Regions from separate parts of the Anser cygnoides genome. Here all the other regions are linked to region 3. The links are chromatin contacts, called in public Hi-C maps. All regions are on one chromosome and are shown on one strand. Each heading gives the region's core, a stretch centred on a gene start, on an enhancer-like site or on the middle of the called end of the contact. The rest is flanking DNA. Distances are from core to core; before and after follow the strand shown.

The links. A called contact is a pair of places that touch in the nucleus more often than the background predicts.
Region 1: a Hi-C map of liver shows a contact between it and region 3, with 4 times the contacts expected there. The contact joins the promoter of C21H11orf52 here to the enhancer-like site in region 3. A contact is called at or near these places in 2 of 7 Hi-C or Micro-C datasets (both in liver).
Region 2: a contact with region 3 is called in a Hi-C map of liver, with 1.9 times the contacts expected there. The contact joins the promoter of ALG9 here to the enhancer-like site in region 3. A contact is called at or near these places in 2 of 7 Hi-C or Micro-C datasets (both in liver).

What each region holds. Positions count from the first base shown.
Region 1 is chr21:4,119,011-4,121,822 of Taihu_goose_T2T_genome, forward strand. C21H11orf52 (chromosome 21 C11orf52 homolog) reads right to left here and starts at 1,256. Exons shown (of 3, transcript XM_066981099.1): 1 at 984-1,256. The coding sequence starts at 1,158.
Region 2 is chr21:4,135,814-4,138,516 of Taihu_goose_T2T_genome, forward strand. It overlaps ALG9 (ALG9 alpha-1,2-mannosyltransferase), which reads left to right and starts at 1,386. Exons shown (of 16, transcript XM_048063246.2): 1 at 1,386-1,595; 2 at 2,152-2,174; 3 at 2,177-2,289; 4 at 2,487-2,621. The coding sequence starts at 1,489. FDXACB1 (ferredoxin-fold anticodon binding domain containing 1) reads left to right here. Exons shown (of 5, transcript XM_066981085.1): 5 at 1-725. The coding sequence ends at 537.
Region 3 is chr21:4,223,590-4,226,482 of Taihu_goose_T2T_genome, forward strand. All of the region lies in intron 3 of SIK2 (salt inducible kinase 2), which reads right to left. The region is part of intron 1 of LOC106039789 (a long non-coding RNA gene); the gene reads left to right. Among named protein-coding and RNA genes, the nearest start is that of SIK2, 17 kb to the right of the region's middle. Within about 2 kb of position 1,377, at least 1 of the 3 cell types and tissues checked has open chromatin away from gene starts, as enhancers often do. A contact at or near this core is called in liver, where this site is marked.

The sequences.
Region 1 (2,812 bases), core at 6-2,505, 100 kb before region 3:
ACCATGGTGTTTCTTCTTCTTGCTTTCCACGCAGCCCCTGGGAATAAAATCACGCAGGACACAGCAGCCCTGGTCCCTTGGGACAGCAGAACTTGACGTTGCCCCAGAGGAGCCGGCAGGAGCCATCGCTGCTCCCCAGCCGGAGCACAAAGCCTCTCTCCTGCTCGGCCCTGCCTGGGCAAGTGACCTCCAGGTCCGGGTCTGTGCCTCCTTCGGGAGCAGCGGTGTTTGCACAGGGCCTGGCACCGCTTGGACCCGGCAGCGCCCCACGACGCGCGCCCGCGGCTCTCACCGCCCCCAGCCGTGCCCCAGCAGATGCCCCGGGTGCCTCATTTCCCCCGGGCACAGGGGCAGAGGATGGAGGAAGAGGGGCTTCTGGTGGGCGAGACGTCACCCACCGGCCTCCCGCCTGCGCTTGGAGCCCCGAATCCCAAACTCCCTGACCCCCCCCCCCTTCCTCTGCTGCAGCCGCTAGGTGATGCTGTGCCGCTTTTAATTATTAAAAAGCGCCGGCGATTTTCGGACACTTCAGCGAAGCCGGCGCTGGAGGCAGGGAATGTGCTCCGGGCTTCGGCCGCCAGCCGCCGCTCCCCCCTCGCACCCCCCCGGTGCAGGGCGCTCCCCCCTCCGCCCTGTTTCATCAAGCAGGAGTGGGCCGGGGGGGGGGGGGAGAATTAAAGGGCTGTGTCCCCCCGGGGACACGGACCCACAGCCCCAGGGGGAGCTGCCAGGGCTCCCCAAGCGGGGACGGCGGCGGACAGGGGGTCCCCGACGGGTGCCCGGCCCTCAGGGCGCCCCTCCCGGCGCTTGGTTTGCTTTTGGGGGGGATCCCATTGCTGGTCCCTCGGCTCTTCTCAGCCCCGAGCAGGGGGAAGCCGGGCTGAGGAACCCCCCCCCCCCCAAAAAAAAAAGCACCAAAAACTTGTCGGGGTGGCGGTATGGGGGGAGATGCCCACCCCCTGCCCGCCGCCTCCCCCACTCACCGCGGGCGGCCGCGGCTGCAGCGGTTGCCCATGTCGCTGCCTCCTCCGCGCGGCAGGAGCGGCTTGTGGCCGGGCACAGCCCGTGTTTCCTGCTTCCCGGCCCCCGGCAGCTCCCGGGGAGTGTCTGCCCGGCTCGGGTTTCTCGCCAGCGCCGCGCCGGGGCCGTGCGTGCCATCTACCGGGGGGCTCCGGGCTCCCGGCTGCGGTCCCGGGCCGGATCCTGCCCGTTCCCCGGCCTTACAAAGCTGTCCGAGGGGAAGCTTCGGGCTTGTGAGTGCGTAAGAAGCCCAGCTCGCGGCGTTAAGGGTGTGCAGCGCAGCCCCCGGGCTCACCCCCGTGCCTTTCACCCATCCTCTGTACCCCCGGGGAGATCCCTCCGGCCTGCGCCCCCGGGCCGTGCCCCCAGGAGCTGGTCGTTGAGCTGATGCTAAATGCTGAAGGCGCCGTGTTGGTGGCACCCTGGGGCAGAGCCCGTGAGCTCCACAGGCAAGGTTTGGCGGCTCTGCGCTGGCCTCACAGGTGGCTGAGCTTTAATTCACCCTTCTGGCCGGGGAGCCAGCCCTAGCCCCCCGCTCGGGCTGTGCCCCTGCCCTCGGCCAGGCTCACGGCACCGTTTGTCGGGTGCCCGAGCGCAGGGCAAAGCCTGGGGCTGTCCGGGAGCGGCAGGAGGAGAAGGGTTCTGCTGTGCACGGACCACGGGGCGCTGCTGCTCTCGGATGAGTCCTGGGTGAGCTGCACAGCCTGGCTCTGGCACTGAAATGCTCTGGGGTCACCCAGCACCCCCAGCACCCCAGGGAGGATTGAGGGTCTGGCCGAGTCGGGATTCGGTCCTGTCCCAACAGGACCCTGTCCTCGGGCTCCTGCAAAGGCCGGGTGGTCTCAGGAGCCTGCGTCCCCCTGGGAAAGTGCCGACTGCGTGTCTCTGGGTTTGCCACAGACCCTGTTGATTTAGTGAGCCCGCGCCTGTTTTGATTTCTGGGATAACTTGGGCTTTGTTGCTTTGTGGAGAAAGAAAATAAAAAGGCTGCGAGCCTGTTCCCAGCAGCCCCTGACACAAGCGCTGGAGCTGCTGGTTTGAGCTCCACCGGCGAAACAGAAAGGCATCGAAAACATTGGCAGGGCTGGAGAGCACTTGGCTGCCGTTCTGCATTCCCTCCGCAGCCCCTGTCTGCGGGGCTGGGAGGCAGCCCTGGCCTCCAGCGCCCAGCAAACCCACCGGGCTCCGGCGTGCGCAGGGGTGGGGAGCAGCCCCCGGCCGCCACCAGGCAGTGCCAGCCCCGCGCCGCCCGGGGCAGCCGTCTTCGTGTGCCTGGAGACGTCGTCTGGGTGGCGAGCTGTGCAATTGGCACAGGACGAGCCTGCGAGCGCCCAGCGAAGGAGAATGAACTTGGTGGAGAGCAAAGGCAGGGCTAATAAAAGCCAGAGGGGGAAGAGAGCAGCGTAGCGGCTGCTAATGCTGGGTGTTTGCACTGCAGCAGTGTCAGGGTACTGCAGGCAGCGGGGGACTGGGAGCACACTGTGATGGGAGTGGTACAGCACACAGCGAGCTGGCATCATCTCCAAAAAATGAAGATGGGAGAGCTCTGAACTCATCTGGCCACTTCTGCCTTAGGATCCGCTCCCTGGTAGCCCCAGCCCAGGCCCCGTGGCTGTTTTTGGGGACCCGGGTGGGTGCTGCTGCGAGTGGGATGCGGTGTGTGCGGTGCTGGAGGCTGGTGCTGCGTGCGCCCAGGAGCAGGGGGGTTGCACGCAGAGCGGTCGCTTCTCGAGGGCTGGGAAGTTCCTGCCCTTACAAGCGGCCACTTCAGGTGACTGACGGCCACTAGCAG
Region 2 (2,703 bases), core at 136-2,635, 88 kb before region 3:
ATTCAATACTTCCTCTGCATGGAGGTAGATACTTTAGACTCCTTTGAGAAGGGCTCCTGTGTGGGAGTGATAAGGACAGCTCCGTATGAACTAGCAAGCAGGGATTTGTTTGTTGTCTCTGCTTCATTGAATCTTGACCTCATAGCCATGCTGCTCTGTGGAATACAAGACTGGCGAATGCTCTGGACATCAGACACACGCTTCCTCCGTCAGTTTCCTCGAGGAGAGCTAAGGCTTTTCAAGAGTTTTTCTCTCTATCCACCTTCCTACGTGCATGATGTCAGCTTTTGGGTTCCCGATGGGGAACAATTTGATGAGGTTGCTTTTCACACCATTGCCAGGCAGGTGTCAGGCGAAACGGTCGCATCCATCCAGTTAATCGACAGCTTCCATCAGTCAGAGACGGGGCGGAAGAGCCTCTGCTACCGAGTGACCTTTCAGTCCTGTGACAAGGCCCTGAGCCGCCGGGAGGTAGCGGCGATGCAGCTGCTCTTCCGGGAGGAACTGAAGCAGCGCTTGCACGTAGCTCTCCGGTAGGGCCATGGCTGCCTTCAGGGGCTCGGGCGGCCCTGGGCTCGCTGCTGCTCTGGAGAACGTGGGCTGCACCTGGCTGGGCCCCATACCGTGTGCTGCAGGGCCTCTCGCACCAGCGGCGTGGGCTCTGGCACCGGCACACACTTTAAATGTGGGAATTTTGTTAATAAAGACCAAGCGTTTTTGTGTTGTGTGTGTGTAATGAAACCTCGTTTTTTAAAGTGGAGCCTTTCTTTGCTAGGGTAAACTGATCTAACAGACAGCTGTGCTATGAACGCTGTGTTATAGCTGCAATAGATGTGGCTGCTGACAGAAAACTGCAGTAACGGGCTGGGTTACAGGAAACCTGATGGGTTGTACTGAGTACCAACAGCAGTGGTGGACGCTAAAAGCTCTTTCTTCTCACAACTGTTAAGAGAACTAAGTAACCACCACCAACTTCTGGTGACACTGCAGGCATTCCCAGGTTGTGCTGGGTGACTGGTGGCTGCTGCAGCCCCCAGGTGGTCCTAGTACTGGCGGGTGACATTGTTGGTAAGGGTATGGTTGGACCAGATATTTTAGAGGTCTTTTCCAAGTTTAATGATTCTGTGATTGTATACTGGATGTGCTCCGCTGCACTGCAGGCACGGGGCTGAGGGGAGCAGCCTCGCCTGAAGGGGTGCAACTACCACAGGCAGCTGGTGGGGGCTGAGGGGACACGGCGGGGGCTGAGGGGACATGACAGGGGCTGAAGGTACATGGCGAGGCTGACAGGATGTGACAGGGTGTGAGAGGACATAACAGAGTCTGAGGGGACACGGCGGCGGGCGGAGCTCCCCCGGCTGCCCGCGCAGGCGGCGTGAGGCGGTGCCGGGCCGTGCCCGCACCCGGCATGGCGGCCGGCGGCTTCGGCGCCGCTTCCGTCTCGTCCGCTGGAGGCAGGGAGCGGGCTGCCGGCTGCCCGCACTCGGCATGGCGGTCAAAGGGGCCCGGCAGCGGCCGCGGGCAGGAGGAGGAGGAGGAGGAGGAGGCGGCGAGGCGGGCCGGCCGCGCTCGGAGGCGGAGGAGGCTCGCCTGGAGTAGGCGGCGGGGCGGGCTGAGGGGCGGCGGGGGGGGAGCGGGACCCGGCTGAGGGGGAGCGGCGGCCCCCGGGGTGGCTGCGGGCCGGGCTGGTGTGTCCCGCTTCAGGGGGCTCCCCTCAGCGCCCCCTCACCTCCCGACCAGGGGCAGAGGCCTTGGGCTGTGGGTTTTTGCTCCAGGGTGGTGGTGGTGGGGTGCTGGGGGTCCCCAGGGTGGTGGTCGTGAGGTGTTGGGGGTCCCCTGAGGAGGGCAGAGGGTGTGAGAGCCTCCTCTGTGTGCAAGGTGTGAGGGGAGAGGGGCTGCTTGCAGTGATAAGGTGGAAAAGGATGGTTTGGAAGTGTTGCCCAAGGGATGTTTTCAGGCAGTAAGGGGGATTCCAAAATAAAATTATTTCTTGGCCCCTTGGATAGCAGTCAGTGACTTTCTGCATGCAGGTTCTTGTCAGTTCTTTGCCTGCTGTCACATCTACTTGATACTGCTAATGAGTCATCTTAGTGCATATTTATGTTCTTTTTACTGACTTGTCTTGCTGCATGTTTGTATTCTTTGTACTAGACCATCTGGGAGCAAAGCAGGACAGTGTGGGCCCCTGAAGGATCAACGGCGTTCAAGTGTCTCATCTCAGCCAGGTTCTGTGCAGCTCTCCTGAGCAACATCTCGGATTGCGATGAGACGTTTAACTACTGGGAACCAGTAAGTGGCTCTCCGGCCTTGGAGGCACTTGGGAGCTTGTAGTTAGTCTGCAGAAATGCAGATTTTCTTAGAACCTTTTGCTAATCTGTATTTTTCAAGGAGAAACGTACTTAAGAATTCAGAAGTGGGAAATGCAAAACTGTCTACGGTGTGATGCACTTCATATATATACTAATATTCGTTAATCTTCATTTTAGACACACTACCTCGTTTATGGGAAGGGATTTCAGACGTGGGAATACTCTCCAGCCTATGCCATCCGCTCCTATGCTTACCTGTGGCTTCATGCCTTACCAGCGCTGTTCCATGCTAGAGTTCTACAAACTAACAAGGTAAATCAGATGCGTCAAAACTGCTTTTTTGATTATTTTTTTGAAGTGCCTTTAGTTTGAGTTAAACAGCTGCTTTGTTTGT
Region 3 (2,893 bases), core at 127-2,626:
TACTAACCTTCCAAAAGCACTAAAGACGATGGAAGGTGGTTTACTGGTATTTGGCTATAGCTCCTACATTATGACTAGAAGGGAAAGTTCGGAGCAAGGAAACTTTTTACATCCTGCAGGTTGTGTGAGAACTTACTAGACAGTGAGCACATTCACTGTCAAACATTCTTCCCTGGAAATAGTTCAGAAAAACAACAGAGGGGGAAAAAAAAAAAAAAGACAGAAAAAAAAGGACAAATGCAATTTAAAAACCATCAATAACAATGTAGCTGCTAGCTTATGATGCTACATGGAATAAGAATAAGCTGGCAAAGGACCAGCAGGAACACGAGACAACCAGGGTTGTGCTTTCAGTTACCTGTAAAGCTATGGAAAATTAGCCCAACTTAGCAGAACTACTTTGGACTCGTGTGTGTGCAAGACGACTGACTTTAGCATACCGCACATATATTAACTTTCGGTATAAACTAGAAAAAAATGCAGAGGAACAGCAGTACGAAGATGTGGAGGAACTGCGTCATGGCGTTGCTTGAGGAAGAAGAAAAGGGTTTGAGAGCCGTTGCCTATTTGCCAGGAAATCATCACCCAGCCCACGAAGCACACGGGAAGGCTGTTCATCTGGTTGGCAGGGCACAGCCACTGGTTCCATCAGGAGAAGGAGATTTCCTCATTGGCTCTGGATTACAGTTCTGCCACAAATGCTTACGTGACCCCGTGAATACCCCGATGCTGTACGGCACGCCACGGAAAGCGCCCACGGGCAGCTGGGCTGTTGTGCACACTGCCACAGGACGTGCAACAGAGCGCCACCGGGCGACACTCAGCTACCTAACCATTTTAAATTTGGGATTTAAAAAAACCAACCGTGTATCTTTTGTTTCAGCGATTTCACTGTGCTGTCAGCAGTTCTCCCGTACCATTTCAGCTCTACATCAGAGCGCTGAGCTGTTTGATTTGTTTTGGCATAGCCAAAGCCTTTCAGATTAGGCAAGCAAAACTTTTCTGTATTTTTTTATTTACAGCAACAATTTAGAACCAGCTTATCATTGGTTTAAGGCTACACTAATGGCATCTGAGCAACATGACAAAATATATCAGCAGTGAAACTATAACTAATAATTTAACATTTAAAAAAAATGATTGCAATATCTAGGACATATAAAATAAAACAGAAATGCGGTGATGACTTGAAGATTGTATCTCACTTCATTACAGAACACCAGGTAACAAATTCCACTTGAGGAGGCACTGTCCTCCCTTACTGGCATTACCAGCCAAATCACTGGAAGATTTCACCAGCCTGCAGGTACAAGCAGGATGAATGCAGTACTCTGAAAACGTGGAATACTACAGCTCAAGTCTCCAACGTCAATAAACTGATTTTATTTATTTATTTTTTCCAATATGGACATATCTGGAGAGGGCTAAGAAATGGGAGACGGTGGAAGTTCTCTGAAGCAGAGAGCTGAGTTCAGTACTGACAACTTCAGGACATCAGCCTATGGGCTTCTCCACCCCACATTAACAACCTGCATGTCCCCAGTCTCACACTGCCTTCCTTCAGCATGGAGTCCTGTCTTGAAATGCTCTTTCAAAGCTAAGGAATACGTGAGGAAAAAAACAAACAAACAGACAAAAACAAAAAAACACTGCTTAAACATGTTTAAATTCAATGATGCAAAACTAGGAAATTTATGAAATAAGTCTTAAAATAACTAAAATGTTTGAGCTGCCACCAGTCCCTTCTAATTATCATTTACGCAAAGGTCCCACGAACAGGACTCATCATTTAGAGACCAGCTGGCACAACCATTTCAGTCTGAATTCAGTTAGCAGGTTAAAACAGCTGCTTCTGCAAGCAGGAAAATGAACACAACGGAACGGAGGTTTTCGGTCTACCTCTGTTTACTTCCAAGGATCTGTGACAAAATCCCTAAGTAAATGATTAATCATATCTTCCAAGCTAGTTACGTAACCTCAATGACCCAAAAAGGATCGTCGTGCCCAACACGATGCCAAAGCAGCAAGGTAGCACAGAATACCTGTTTTTGTTAGGTTGTATTTTTTTTTGTTTTGTTTTTTAAACTAACACAATATTGTTTATGGGTGCTATAGGTGCTCGTGATGTTTTCATTTAAGCTGTTCTGCTTTCTCTACGATAAACAGCTCATATCAAGCACACTAAAACCAGAAAGTACATTTCCAGTAAAACTTCACTGAAGGTGCACGTCAGCTTTGTTATTGCTAGAAGAAAGGACAAAGGAAGAAATATGCTGCTCAGGGGAAGGGGGCACAAACCATGAGAATTCTTGCAGAAATTAATAAAAACATGAAAAAAAAACATTGTTGTTGGATTGTATAAGACCAACAACTTCACTGACCTTGGGCTCTTGTACATGACAAGTTCTTTGCTGCTACCTGGGCCACAAGGAATTGCTGCTACCGCGTGCTCCAGGCAATGGCATATTGATAATTGAAGAATTGATAATTCTGAATTATATCATCACTCATATGGTTTAAATAAGCATAGCAATCATTAATAAACCATCCTGTTAATATGCTCAGTAAAACAGGCTTATTTCAAAGATGCTTTCTTGGGAGATCTCAGTTGGAGTATAAGAACAGAGACCTCAGCTGCAGTACAATCATTCAGCAACCCTCACAAACATTTTTAAGCACTTTGTTCGATCTGATCTACAAAACCTGCAGATCTAAAAACTCTCCTCAGAGCTTCTAACCTGCCTGGGTCTTAATGCCTTTTCAGCTGGTTTAACTTGGCAAAGCACGAGAACAAACAAAAGCCTGGCAGCAAGGGGAGATCATAATATTTGCAAGCAAAATATCATTCAGTCACGGAGTGACTGACAAATCACATGATGGCAAGGTGAAGTCA